2 separate regions of the Mus musculus genome follow, and region 1 is linked to region 2. A link is a contact called in public HiChIP or PLAC-seq data. All regions are on one chromosome and are shown on one strand. The core of a region is the stretch at or near the end of the contact, and the rest is flanking DNA. Distances in the headings are between cores, read along the strand shown.

The links. HiChIP or PLAC-seq counts read pairs in DNA pulled down with a chosen protein or histone mark.
Region 1: a FOXA1 HiChIP or PLAC-seq map of pancreatic cancer cells shows a contact between it and region 2. The contact joins the enhancer-like site here to the promoter of Slc2a6 in region 2. A contact is called at or near these places in 4 of 39 promoter capture datasets (3T3-L1-derived adipocytes, cranial neural crest, embryonic stem cells and 1 more), 2 of 115 datasets of contacts at active chromatin or transcription factors (bone marrow-derived macrophages and pancreatic cancer cells) and 3 of 9 other capture datasets (adipose tissue, liver and pancreatic islet).

What each region holds. Positions count from the first base shown.
Region 1 is chr2:27,281,905-27,288,834 of GRCm38.p6, forward strand. It overlaps Vav2 (vav 2 oncogene), which reads right to left. Exons shown (of 28, transcript NM_009500.2): 12 at 6,702-6,788; 13 at 4,535-4,620; 14 at 3,729-3,861; 15 at 1,405-1,514; 16 at 385-486; 17 at 1-85. Among named protein-coding and RNA genes, the nearest start is that of Sardh, 38 kb to the left of the region's middle. Within about 2 kb of position 5,292, at least 29 of the 459 cell types and tissues checked have an H3K27ac peak or open chromatin away from gene starts, as enhancers often do. A contact at or near this core is called in pancreatic cancer cells, where this site is marked.
Region 2 is chr2:27,024,589-27,032,207 of GRCm38.p6, forward strand. It overlaps Slc2a6 (solute carrier family 2 (facilitated glucose transporter), member 6), which reads right to left and starts at 3,410. Exons shown (of 10, transcript NM_172659.2): 1 at 3,229-3,410; 2 at 2,553-2,715; 3 at 1,313-1,519; 4 at 635-734; 5 at 1-205. The coding sequence starts at 3,317.

The sequences.
Region 1 (6,930 bases), core at 4,042-6,541, 260 kb after region 2:
CTTGCAGGGGGGGATCACCTCCAGGCATTCCTTGTGTGCCCCGACGCCACATCTGGTACACAGGTATCCCTGGTAGAAGGTACCCCTGTGTGTGGGAGGGTTGGGGTGAGGTGGGGCACAGCTCCCTGCATGCTCAGCCAGTCATCACGATGGCTGACAGTCCATCCCGGAGCATCTGACCACCCTGGCCTGGCCCCTCACTCCATGGTCCCCAGCAGGGGACCCGACCCTCCAATAGCCATGGCTGCTGACCCCCGTAGTTATCATCCTGGTTCTTTGAGACATTACATGGCACCAAGGTGGGGTGGTCAGGTGCCACGGTGTCACAGGGCAGCTACACAGTGGATTCTGGAGCCCAGGGTTGGACAGACAGAAGACACCTACCTGAGAAACATCTTGCAGGCTTTGCAGTTGGTAGTCTTGTCGAATGTGTACATCTGGAAGCTATGATGGTTGGCATTGGCCTTATCTGGCTTGATGTTTGACCTGGTGGAGGAGAAAACTGGTGATCCATGGCCAGGCACTCCCTAAGCCCACAAATACAGCGACAACTGCATGAGGAGCCTGGCTACACACACCAGGAATCTGCGCTCCAGCCTGGCTCTCCCTAAGATGGGCAGGGGGCAAGACTGAGGGTTAGGGAGGGGCTCAGGCCTGAGTGCCCGCGGGGTGAGCACCCTGCAGAGGTTATTAAATGGCCCAGGAGTGTCAAGCTTAGCAGGTGAAGGCAGTTGTCCCTCCTGGTCTATAGTTTACCTATAATCCATTGTAGACTGATAACATTACATGGAAAACCTCAGAACTGAGCAGCTTGTTGTGAGCCAGGACATGGCTCACCCTCTGACACTATACATGAATCAGTGGTCACTCAGTGGCCAGCTGGTATCAAGTCAACTGTCACCAACACAGTGCTTGCTTTCCAGTGACTTGGACTGTACATAGGCCCCTGTGCAAGTGTAAAGATTGGCCATTCATTAAAACCCATCGGACAACCATCTAGTGACTAGTTCTCAGGTGTTACTTGTTCTTACACACTGCCCCCTGCCATAGGTCCGAATGCTGAGGAACTGTCGTGCACATAAGGTTTGTCCTTTGTACCTAAATCTCACCACGTGGAAAGTCTCAAGGAGTGGTATGTTCCCCAGAAATCCCCAAACCCATAGGGCCTCTAGAGCCAGTGGCACACACCACTCCCACCCCCTTAGCCCCTCTGCTCTATGTGTTGGGGTGCCCCCTCAACAACATGGGGCACTTCCTAGACTTCCAAGCCAAGTCACAACCTAGCTGTCAAGTCTGAGGTTCTGCCCATCTAGCAGGACACCGGATGCCTCTGTCAAAACCACCTCCCACCACGACCCTGAGAAGGTCAGGAAGCCGGAGCCAACAGGCCTGCCCAAAACTCACATGGCCATCTCGAACTGCTCCATCCACTTCCGCTTCATGTCTTCCGTCTTGCAGAAGAACTGAAAGCCTTGCTTTCCTTGGAGGTGAATCAGGTAGAAGCCATAGGACCACTGTGGGGACAGAGGCATGCTGGAAGCTGGCATGGCTTTGTAGGAGACAGGAGCAGTTGGCAGTTGGCATGGTTTTGGATGCTATCAGGTGCACACAAGTTCACTAACACTGCATGTGGATGTGTGTGCCTACGTCTTGTGTGACACACTCTTGTGTACAGACATATACACTCTTGCCTAGCTGTGTGCCCATATGTGTGTCCTCCCACATTAGAGATTGTGGGTGTACTGTGTTCTTGCCTGAGCAGGCCAGGGTGCTCTCATATGTGAAGTTGTTTAGGAACATGTGTTAAAGTATATGTACGCTTTCCTGTGTAAGATGTGTGTCTGTACTGTGTCTAAATGTGCACATGTGCATGGGTACTTGTTTCTGTTCCTGGACATAGAGCTGTCTGTGTGTGTGCACCCAAGCCTGTGTCTGGATGTCCACAGTTCCTTTCACATGTGTGGACATCATGCGTGGACATGCGCTGACCTGTAGATCATGCTCTGCACATGGACCCATGTGTACAGGTACATAGGTAGTACTGTGTGCACATGCATATATGCATGTATGCAAGCAGAGATCCTGTTGGGCTCATATGCATGCATGTGTGTGTGCATACTGTTGTGTGTGCATTATGTGTCCTACTGTGCCCATGCATGTGAGTAGGTATGCAGGGACCCTGCTGTGTGCACTTTTATGTATGTAGGAAGCCTACTATGTGTGTATGTGCATAGATGTGGCAGCCCAAGCTCAGGGCCCACCCTTTATCAGGATATCCTTCCTACTCTTTTTCCACCCCTTCGCGGGGCACTTCAACCCAAATCCTTGCTGTCCCTGAGACTCCTCAGGAGTGGTACCCAGGAACCAGCCCAAGAGCAGCCCATAGCCCCGCCCACTCACTTTCACTTCCTGGGTTAAAAAACAATTCCTGAGTTTAAAACAACAGGAAAAACAAAGGCTGGGGTCAGATGGTTGAGAGTCTGACCAAACTGAGCAACCCAGCAGCCAGGCCTGACCTACTGGCCTGCCAAATATACAGGCTTGAGAAAAGGGCTTCCGAATGATGCCAGGTAAAGTGTAGCTTAGTCTGTTAGAAGTGGAGGGATGAGGGAGGGAGAGAGAGATAGAGAGAGGAACATGGGGAAGAGGAAGGAGGGAGTGAGGAGGACGGATTTGCAGGGCAGAGATCACGAAGCCTCGCCTGCCATTGCTCAGTGACCTCTGATCTTTACCTCCCAGGAAGGAGAGCAGGCTGGCTTCCAGGTCACACCTACAAATCGAGAGTCTTTTGCCACAAATATGTGTCACTTTCTTGACTGAGATGTAGAGGAAGGAGGAGGAGGAGGGCCACGAGCCTGATCTTCCCAGACCCACAAGTCTGGAAAGGGCAGCTCGGGGCAGCACTGGGGCAGGGGGAGAGCACCAGGGGCTTACCATCTTCCCATGAGACTAGGAAGCATGAAGAGGGAAGGAAAGGGAGACAGGTCATTAAGAGGCTTGGCCAGGCCACATTGCAGCCTGGGCAGGCTGAGAGCCCAGGACGGTAAGAACACATCAAACACTCTAGGTGGTCTCCCAAGGCTTCATAAGAAGTCTTGGAGCTTGGAAATTAGCCTTGGTCACTGTCTCCTGCTTCAGACACCAGGGTTAGGAAGAGCTTGTGTTTGGTCCTATATGGGGACTTACAGAAGGTCAGAGCCTTTAGCCACTGGCTCTTGTTCCCAACCCAGCATAGGGCCACACACACACACAAGGTGGTGTACTCAGAAGCAAGACTGTGTTTCCCACCCCCTCACAGCCACAGCCATAGCCTCAGTACCCATAGCCCCACCCCTACAGCCCCACCCCCTACAGCTACAGCCCTACCCCCTAGAACCCACAGCCCCTTTTCCAGCAGTCCTAGTCCACTGGCTTTCAGAGCCTGACAAACCACAAGCCAGCCCCCAGCAAAAGAGACAGAGCAAGAATGGAGCTGTTACAACAGACAATGAAGAACTAGTCAGGTCCACTGAGACTAAAAAGTCAAGGCTGGGAACGAGGCTCTTACTGGTACCCTAAGCATGACCTCCCTTCTGCTTCTAGGAAGCTAGAGTCTTAAGGATGCCTATGACCCACCATGGGAACTACCAGCCAGTCATAATGACAAAGGGAGGCCAGCAGGGGACACCTGATGTGCTGGCCCTGGGGTTAGGACCCTGCACCTGGCCCCTCTCCAGACCCAGACCCACCTTCTTGATGTCCTTGTTGTGCATCGGGTCATCGGTCATCTTGTGGAAGAGCAGCTCAATGACCTCCTTCAGCTCATAGCTGTAGCCCTTCCTCTTGCACACGATGACCACCTTGTCAAATAGGAACAGGTACCTGGCCACATAGGGCACCCAGTGTCAGGACAGCCATGCTCTGTGTGAAGAGCCTATATCCCTGCCTGACTCCTGTCCCTGAGACCACAGCCAGTGTGTTAAACCAAGAGGGCCAAGGCTTGTACAGGCTGCCCTCTCTCCAAGGTGAGACCCTCCTTTCTGTCAGGTCCACATGGCACAATGACTCTCGGTCAGGAAGCCACTGCTCCCATAAAGTCGTCCTGAATGCCACCTTCATGCAGAAGATCCTCGGCCCTCTGTCTTTATCTCCCTTGGAGCACTATTCAAAGGCCACTACCAATTCTCTCCTCTGTGCCCCCAGAACCCAAGTCTGTTGTGACGTTTCCTAGACGGCTGACTTGTCCTGACTCCGCCCACACCTGCCTATCTACTCCCACTGGGCAAGGAGCTCCCCAGAGGCCAGACCTCTCTGTGTCCCAGCTTCGACTCCCAGGCCAGCTCACAGCCCACCACAGGCAGGGCAGTGCCCTTTTGTGGCTATTGCTGTGTGACAGACACAGAGGAATTGTGGAGAGAGGAAAGGAAGTGATTTAAACAGCTGCATGGCGCCTGCCTTGCTGTCCTTCTTCCCACAGGAGGGTCTGTCTCAGGCCTCCTAGGAGTGGGGTCCCCAGGCTAAAGGGGGATGGGGTGCCGAACATCACCCCACTCACCTGTCTTGCTTGGTGTGGTTGACTATGGACCGGACTTTAAGCTCCCCGTCAATCTTTGGCCTCCCAAATTCCTCCAGCTTCACTTGCTGGAAAGGCAAGGACTGTTAGTCCAAGGGTGGACAACCTCTGCATTGCTAGACAGGGAGAAAAGTAGGCATGCCCAGGGCAGGACAGAAAGACCCAGGTGTGATCTAGGAAAATGTGCCTACGGTGACTGGGTAGCCCATGAATGAGCCAAGCCTGTCCCCTCTCAGGGGGCCACAATGGGGACTCCCTTGAGCCCTGGGAACAAAGGGCAATTGATGGTCTGGTCATGCTCACAGGCGGCCCTTGTGTGGAACCCGGAGCTGTAGGAAAAGCCAGAGGTCCAGCCCTAAGAGAGCAAATAAAGCAAGCAAGCAGCACCACTGGACTGAGCGGCAACCACAGGCGGGGTCCAGCCGGGTTCATCCTCCACAGAAAGCAATCTATGCCCAGCCCCGCCACCACTGGCCATCAAGTCTCCATTTCCGCTTCTGCTTGGACTGTGCCTCTCTGTTCTGTTTAATACAGAGAGATCTGCCTTTCCACTGTCCTCTGTATCCTCTTCAAGGGACAAGTCTATTCAGGAGAAGGCAGAGGTCGGGTTCCAGGGGAAGTGGCTATGCCTGTGGGTGGTCACATGGGCCTGGAGGCCTGGTCCCTGTACTCTGTGAAAACTCCTAGGTCTGACTTCAGTATGACAGAGGCTGGCCTTGGCCTGACACAGAGCATGATTCACATCTGCTCGGGGACTCTGCTATGCCCCTTTGTCCCCATCACACAGGACATATAAATCCAGGTGCCTTCTCCTAGAGACAGCACCAAGACTGCATGCAGCTTGGCTGTCATATACCAGAAACACCGAGATCCATGGATCACCGTTCTTTGTGAGATAGGGCCTGGAGTATCCCACACTGGCCTGGATGCTGTGTGGCCAAAGACAACGCTGATCCTCCTGCCTCCGCCTTCCTCCTCCCCTGCCCCCGATGCTGGATTACAGTTAGTGCCCCTGAGTCCAGTTTACTCAGGGCCCTGTGCATGAAAGGCAAGCACTCTGCCAACTAAACCACACTCACATCCCATTCCTTGTCATTTAAAGAGCAAACATGACTCACAACACCAAAGCAAACTCCCCTGTGTTCAAAAGCAGTGTGTTAACTGTGCAGTGATCAGAAAGCAGGGATGACTGGCAAATGGTCTGAACCCCACAAATGTTCATGCTTCAGGTCACACTCATGACACATAAGAATGGGCTGGAGAGATGGCCCAGCGGTTAAGAGGCTCTGAGTTTGATTCCCAGCAACCACATGGTGGCTCACAACCATCTGTCCCGGGTCTGACGCCCTCTTCTGGCGTGCAAGCACACATGTAGACAGAGCACTCATCAGACACTGCTTGGCAGTTCTCCTTGCCCTCTGATGAGCCAGCCAGCTCTGTAGAGGGTTCCTCTGGAGATGAAGATGGGTATGCCAGCCTAGATATCGGGCTTCCAGGTTTCTACTTCGCCAAGCTCTCCAGGAAAATCTCCAAGAAGAGGGGATGTTTGAGCGGGGAAAAAAATCAATGGTTCAATATCAAAATGACTCTGGGAATCAGACGGCATTTGGAGGAGCAGTCATCACTTGGGGTTGAGGGCGCTATTAGCATCCGATGGGTGGGGGCAAGGGCGTGCTTAAGGTCTCCTATTGCAGAACACCCCAACACAGAGAGACCTAGACCCAACATGGGGCCAAGCAGGGCTGAGTCCAGGAACAGCTCATCTCTTCTCCCCGGAGTATGCCTGAGAGAGGGCCAACCCTGACTGACAGCCCCCAGTCTGATTCCTAGACAAGGGGCAAGCTGAGGGCCAGCTCTCAGGTTGAGATGACCGTGGCCCCACCCCCAAGCCGAACCCTGCCCACTGCCCACCCTGAGGACAGGGAAACAGGAGGGCCACAGAGCAGACGAAGCGTCCTGCCTCTGGTCGCCACAGCCTGGGGTTCAGGCTGGGAAGGGAGAAAGAGAGCCAGGCTGTCAATAGGACATCCATCTCCTGAGCCCTACACGTGGATGACCTCATCCGCACAGTAGGTAGAACTGGATGAAGGCTGATACTGCCCGACCTCCCTCCTACTCCCGGCAGGCTTCGCAGGCAGCCACGGCTTACCAGGTTTTCTATGGAGCACTGGAACTCGCTAATCTTCTTCAAGGTCTCCTTGTCCCGCTTCACTTCATTGATGTACATGGCCAAGTCCTGGAAATCAAGACAGGATCAGGGCACTGAGTCACACACGGGGTGACCTCCCAGCCCCTTCCTAGCCCAGCTGGTCATTCCACACTCTTCCTCCATCTTGCCTGGGGCCACTCCAACTCTGGGCTATGGGAGTAAAAACCAC
Region 2 (7,619 bases), core at 2,160-4,659:
CTCCGCACGTTGTCCTGGATCTGCTCAAACTCCCAATGGACCTCGGAGTCAGCTCGCAGCCAGGTCAGCGCCTGCAGTGCCTCCTCATCCCGGCTCTTTGAGAGCAAGAAGCGAGGAGAGTTGGGCATGAAGCTGAGCAGCAGGATCATGATGAGAACCGGCCCCTCTCCAGCCACAGCAAGCCATCGCCAAGGTAGCAGCAGACCTGGTGAGAGAGGCTTCAGTGAGGGGATGGGGCCTGAGTGACCTCACTGCTCCCCAGCCTAGCTCCCTGATTGCCCAAGACCCTGTAGTAAGGGCAGTGTGGGGCTTCAGGAATTGCCTGGACCCTGGCACTAAAGTGGGATCCCTAAACAGCCTCAGTATAATGGGAGAGTATTGGGAAGGCTGGGCCTGGGGCTCTCACCCCCATCACCCAGGCAGGCCAAATCCTGTATGGGCTTCCCTCACGAACTGACAGGACCCTTGTGCTGTGGGAAGGTGGTCCGAAGCTGCTGCGGTAGGATAGACCTCAGTGCTCAGAGATGGGGCTAGGAAGCCAGGTGTCCTGTCTATCAGTGCCGACTTTCTTCAGGAAGAGTTCCATTCCCCCCATCTCCAGAACCTGAACACTGGAGTGCAGGATGGTACTTGCCAAGGGCGTAGAGAGACAGGGATCCAAACACGGCCATGAGCTGCGGTGTGGCCCCCAGGGCCCCACGAACATCAGGGGGTGCAATCTCAGACACGTACACCTGTAAGGCACATGCCCCAACTTGGACTTTAGTGGGGAATTCATGTTCCTGGGTCCACTGGGGTGATCGAGGGACTTGGGAGCCTGGAGAAGCTGGCAGAAGTCTTGTTCTGACCAGAGCTCTGACCTTCCCTTCCCTAGCAAAGAAGTATACAGAAGCTCTCAGCTCTGGCGGGTATGGGTCGGGGGACCCAACCAAGCCCAGGGGCCTCAGACTTGGGGCTGAGCAGGCATCTGTATTTACCCTAGTGACCTCTTTTCTGGGCTTGGTCAGAGGATAAGTTTGTGTATGGAGTATTACATGAGGTAAGCAGTTGGGTGGAGGTGGAGGTGGAGGTGGGCTGGAACTTCCCTTCACATCCCTTGTGCAATGCAAATTTTTTCAGTTGAGCAATGCATGGAACTGAGGTCAAAACACAGGGTAGGAAGTTTTGGGTGACAATGATGTCAGCTGCTTTGGTGGAGGAAGCTGAGGTTTTCTGGGCAATGTAGTGAACCCCACACACTTTCACTGAGCAAAGGCTCAGAGGCAGGGGTGGTCTAGAACAGCCCCAAGGCAATGGAGACATCTGGCCTTACCGGGATGCAGGCAGCAGTGAGTCCCCCGGCAAAGCCCGTCAGCATCCTCCCCAACAGAAGCATCCAGAGGCCACGGGCACCGGCCATGATTGCATAGCCAATGGCTGAGGGGACAGCTGAGAACATGATGCTGAGCTTCCGGCCCAGGAGGTCATTGAGTAACATAGCACTGAGGCCCCCTGCTGCGGCACCCAAGGTGAACACGGACTGCAGGGGTACAAGAAGATAAGTGGCTTTAAGAGCTCTCACCCCCACCGGAGTCTAGAGAGAGTTCCTCCAGAGCTGACCCAAAACCCAGGCATTCATTGGTAGAGTCCCCTGTTGGCAGAGGTGCACAGCAGCCTGTGGACAACTATATGTAAAGGTACCATAAATGTTCTACTCCAGAGGTGCTTTGAGGAGAGGGGGCGCCTGTCTACAGTGGCTCTGTCCAGGAGTGTCCAATATTTTTTTGAGCCCAAGCAGGCCTCAAGAACATGATCTTCCTCCTTCAGCCTCCCAAGTGCTGAAGTTAAAGGCATTTTCTATGGCTCACACACTACCAAAGAGAACCCTATGACTTGTAGGCCTGGGACTTTAAGATTTGGGGGTCATTGGAGTTGTTGAGGAATAAAGAATTTGGCTGGAGTCTGCCACTCATGAGCAGTGGGACCAGGGCACACAGTGTGGCCTCAGTTTCTTAGTTGCGTTATGGGAAAAACATAGTTAACCTCAGGGGTGAAGATATTTCACGAAGTGTCTAGCATGTGCTCAGCATGTGCTGTGCGCCTTGCACATTCCCACCCCATTTGAAATGCTCAGGAGACCCCAAATCTTTCCAGCTTTGCTGTCAAGTCGCAGTCCTAACTCAGGGTCTACTGACATTCTAACGTTAAAGTCTTGGGCTCCTGGGCTCTGTTTAGCCACGTTCTGTCCTTGTCCATATGGCACCTCTCATCCCGCTAGCATCTGGTGTGACTGCCTCCAGGCACCCAGGAGGATGTCAGCTCTGCTGTGGCAGCCTGGCTTTGGGTATGGGGTTGGGAAATCTTCCCCTCAGCCCTGGCCCACATCTCTGCAGGATGTCACTTCCTCATGTCACTTGCCATCACCGCTAGCAGACGGGAATGCGTGTTAGGGAGAGATACCGGTGCTCTAGGGGAGGTTCCAAGGCTAGGTGATTTTAGTTCCCTGTGGTAAGCAGGTTGAGTGGGCCCATGCTCCCTCCACTACCCCATCTGATTTAGAGAACAGGCCTCACCCCAAACCAGGATGCCTGGATTTTGTCCAGGTGTAGTGCTGGGTCAGAAGAGAGCTTCAGTTCAGGGATGACTGGAGATGTGTAGACCAAGGCATACCCAAAGCTGAAATTGCCCAGCACAGCGGCGAAGGTAGCCAGGAACACCCTTCTGTTTTTCAAGGCCCTGGTGGGGGATGGGGTAGAACCAAAGGACCAAGGACAAGTCCTTTAAATGGACCCTGAGTTCCCAGACTGCTGCCTTCCCCGAGCCCATGACCATCCAGCTCGGCAGATAACCAGGAGAGGCCTGGGTCCAGGGCCAGTCAAGTTGTCTTCAGGCCTTAGCAGCAGCTCTGGGAAATCCCCAGGCTGTCGGCTGGGGCTGGTGCCCGTTTTCTCCAGAAAAGAAATTGTGGTTTTTGCCTCCTGTTGTGATGCTCAAAGCTTGTTCTGTGATCTTAGGCAAGACCCATGTCCTCCCCCTGTGGCAGGTGGGGATCCCACCCAGTATTCCTTTGGAGGCTCTCTTCTTTATGGTGGTCCAGTTCTTTAAATAGGACTTGCGAGCATGCGGTAAGAAAGAGTCAGATGACTCTTGGTGGCCACTCACCAGAAGTCAGTAATGGCCCAAGATGTGTATCGTCTGCTGGAGATAAGGCCATCCCAACCTCCCATGCCCACACCCTGAGACTCTCACCCGGCTCGTTCTCTCTCTCCAGGAGTCGCGGGCACCTCGGGGAAGGTATCATAGTCGAGTCCCTCGGTTCTTAGCAGGGGTTCCTGCATGGCCAGCGCGGATGGTCAGATACAGCGGGACTCCACTGCAGAGCTAAAGCATCTGCCTGAGCCCTCAGCACAGCAGGCGAAGCTCCGCCCTACAGATGCGATTGGCTGCAGGGCGGCCCTGCAGAGCCGTGCTGTCCAATGAGACAGCCGCACGCCTCGGATGCAGGGTGCGATCGGGCTCCCGGGCGTGTCCCATCGCGTGCGCCTTGAGGCGCTGGATTCTGCCGGGGAAACCCGCTTCTAGGGCAGGGCCGCCTGAGCACCCTTTCGCCAGGCTAAGAGCGTGGACTGCTCCATGGCTGGGTCTGGCTTTATGGAGGAGAAGCCCAGAGAGTCGTAAGCTTGCCAAGGTCACACGGAGGATTGTTATTATTATATATTTTTTTATTATTGCCTTGCTTGGCCCTGTTCTGTGCCCTCTCCCGTCACATAGATGTCACTTCTACACCTGCCACTTCACTTCTCGCCTCCTAACCCTAGTTGACTCCAATGAATCACTACTTTGGGTGTGTACAGTAAGTAGGAGGAGGGTGGAGCAGAAACAATTAGGGGTAACTCCAGCAGGTGCCCTGCGGTGTCTCACCCCATAGCTGTGGACAAACCCCAAGGCTTCTCTCTGCTAGCAAGCAATCTGTCTCTGAGCTACATTCCTGATCTCTGGGATTTCCTGGTTGTCCAAATAGCTTGCACTGTTCAAAATCATTCCAGTAATGGTATAAAATGACCAAAAAAAACGAAACAGAAACTTCTCTAGGAGGTGGAAAAAGCCACAATCAAGATGCCTATCTGTGTCTTTGGACTTTTTCAGTCACAGGAGTGGACTTACTTCCTGTTCACATTTATAAACTGACCCTTTGTTACCAGGCTATTAAAACAGTAAAGGGTGTTGTAGAAGTCTCAGTTCCCCTTTAGAAACACTTCTAGAGAGGACAGTAGAGACCACAAAACTGCTGCGACCCACCCTGGCTGGACGTCTTTCCTTCCTGTGTTTGCCTTGCCTGTCTGTTACTTAGTGGGGAGGTGAACTTTCAGTGAGTGGTGTTCCACTTCACATCCAAGCTGAGTGTGTGTGTGTGTGTGTGTGTGTGTGTGTGTGTTATACATAATTTTGGGAGCCTGAGAGCACTGGCTGCTCTTGCAAGGACTCAGGTTTGATTTCCCAGCCCCACGGGTTGGCACACAACCCTCCTCTTACCTCCATTTCCAGGACAATTGGTGCCTTTTGGCATCAGCTTTTATGTGGTACAGACAAAACACCCAAACATGTGAAAAACTTAAGATATATAATTTTTAAATTTTATGTCTGTCTGTGAGTCTGTGCTCCTGAAGCTGAAATGATGGACTTGTAGGAGCTGGAGTTACAGGCCGGTCAGTCACCAAATAGTAATGGGAGCCAGAGCATATAGGACCTGGTCTTGTAACCGCTGAACCATCTCTTCAGGCCCCTTCCACTCCTTTGTCATTTGAGACAGGGTCTGATGTATTCCAAGCTGGCATCAAACTTTCTAGGTAGCCACCCACTTTAATTTTATCCTCTGGCCTCCACCTCCAATTGGGACTGCAGCCCTGGATTCATTCTGTGCTAGGGATTGGACCCAGGCAGGCACTACATTAACTGAGCCACAGCCCTATCTTACTCTGAGATAAGTTTCACCAGGTTGTCCAGACTGGCCTTTCAATACTCCTGCCTTAGACCACTAAATACTTGGGGTTGTTAGGTAGGTAGTCAGACATGCAATCTTGGTGGCCTTTGAGGACATCTCTCACACAATCAGTTCTGTATCCCACTTCCTGTGTCCTGGCAATGCAGCTTTTAAGGAAATGTCATAGTTGCTCCTTAAAAAATTTAAAAAAAAAAATGGGGGCGGAGGGGAAGGTCTCTCTATTTAGCTATGGGTGACCTGGAATTTACTATATTCCCTGGTGGCCTGCCAGGGATTATTTAAGGACCTTTTTTGAAAATATATTTTACTACATTTTGTTTGTTTATGTGTGTGTGTGTGTGTGTGTGTGTGTGTGTGTGTGTGTGTGTGTGAGAGAGAGAGAGAGAGAGAGAGTGAGTACCATAGAGAGAGAAGACATAAGTGAACAACTGGAGATAATCAGTTCTCTTCTTCTACCCTGTGGTCCCAGAAGCTGGACTCAGATTGTCTAGTTTAGGTAGCAAGCATCTTTACCCACTGAGCCATCTCACCAGCCCAGGACAGAGCGGGTCACTATATTCTGCTGGCAAGGCAAGTTCCCTGTGTCTTACCATGTTTCTTTCCCATGCTCCCATGTGGTCCTTGTCTGTGGGATGTGATGTAGGAGGGTGAAGCCTTTGACAGGCTCTTCTCATTTGGCTCACTGGGATGCTTTCTTTCCCTCACCCACCATTCCCATAACCAAGAATGACCTTGGCTCAAATTTAGGGGAAGAGAGGGGAGCAAAGAGAGCAGCTGGGGCTTGCCCCAATTTGGCACTGTGGGTTGGTCCCTGAAGCCCATGACAGAAAATGGAGGCACTGTTCAGCTTTGACCATGTGTGCTGTGTGTGATCCCAGGCTTCAGGGCCTTTCAGACGAAAAAAATTTACATGTTGCTCGAGTGTGCGTGTGCGCATGCGTGTGGTAGTGCATGCTGCATATGTGAAGGTCAGCGGCCAACTTGCAATAGTTGCTTCTCTTTTTCACATTTGCCTCAAATGAGAGCAAAGTTACACATGGGCACACTGTCCCTTCTTGCCTTTTCTTCTATGGGCTCCTGCCCCACTGGTAGTTTGTGAAAACAAGGATTGGGAGCCAAGCCCAAGCCGGTCCTAGTGACACTTCTGTTCCCCCTAGCTGAGATCAGACCTTCTCTACCAAGGCAACAGGTGGACTCCTTTCCCATGAGGCCATGGATCTCCCTGCTGCTTTCTGCTTCCAACTTCCCTTCCCTTACAAGCCTCTGCTGTCTCTGGGATCTCCCTTGCTTACCCGTTCAGGGAGACTCACCTCCAGCTACTTCCTCTTGCTCCCAGCATCCTCTTGGCTCCTGCTACACCCATTCTAACCTCAGTACCTTTCCAAAAGGGGTGAGACTGTACTCTCATGATATTTTCTTTCTTCCTTCCTTCCTTCCTTCTTTTCTTTTTCTTTTCTTTCTTTTTTTTTTTTTTTTTTTTTTTTTTTTTGGAGACAGGGTTTCTCGGTTTCTCTGTGTAGCTCTGGCTGTCCTGGAACTCACTTTGTAGACCAGGGTGGCCTCGAACTCAGAAATCCACCTGCCTCTGCCTCCCGAGTGCTGGGATTAAAGGCGTGTGCCACCATGCCCAGCATCATGATATTTTCTAGCAGTTCCTACTGCCATGGGAGAAAGGTCAATAAGTTTCCTTTCTTCCTTTTATATGTATTCCAGGGTATGTGTGTGTGTGTGTATATATATATATATATATATATGCTAGGATGCCATATACATAAAAAAACAAATTCTGTTTTTGTAGAGAGAATCTCTTATTACTGTATGGAATTATCACTTGTTAATAAAAAGCTGGTGGTTGACCAATGAGCAGAGGCAGGAAATAGGAGGTGGGAATTCAGGTAGAGAAAAAATCTGGGAAAGAGTCTTAGGAGATTTACCCAGAACTCTTAGGAGACAGAAGTAGACTGAGCAGAGGTGACCAGCCATGTGGCACTCATAGAATAGAATAAATGGGTTAATTAAGTTACAAGCTAGTCGGAGACAAACCCTAGCTTATGGCCTAGGCATTTATTTATTCATATGTAATTAAGTCTCAGAATCATTATTTCAGGAATTGGGGTGCGGGTGGGAAAGCCTGCAGTTACACGTTTTCTGTTATCTATGTCTAGAAAAGAAACAGAGAAGCCAGAGGAAGCTGAAGTCACTGGACAAAGATGGAGGAGTGAGAACAGGCAGCATGAACTGGCAGACAGATGCTAGATCTGTGAAGAGACACACAGGTCACTGGAGGGGACAGTACTCAAAATAGGGTACCCTCCTAAGGCACTTTCTACTCTCCCAAATTAAAGGATTCTTAGACAGAGCGCAAACATTGCCCCTGTCCTGGCCTCCAGTTGGCCTCTGATAGAGGTTTTTTTTTTTTTTGTTTTTGTTTTGTTTTGGTGTTTTTGCATCTTCTGTAGCCCATGCTGGGCTCAAAGTGACTACGTTTGTCAAGGTCAATCATGGCTGATAATCACTCCTGCCTAGAGTTATTATTGAAGAAGGAGCCTCAACTGAGAAAATGTCTTAAAATGATCCAGCTGGAAGGCATTTTCTTAGCTAGTGATTGATGGGGGAAGGACCCAGCCCATTTGGGTGG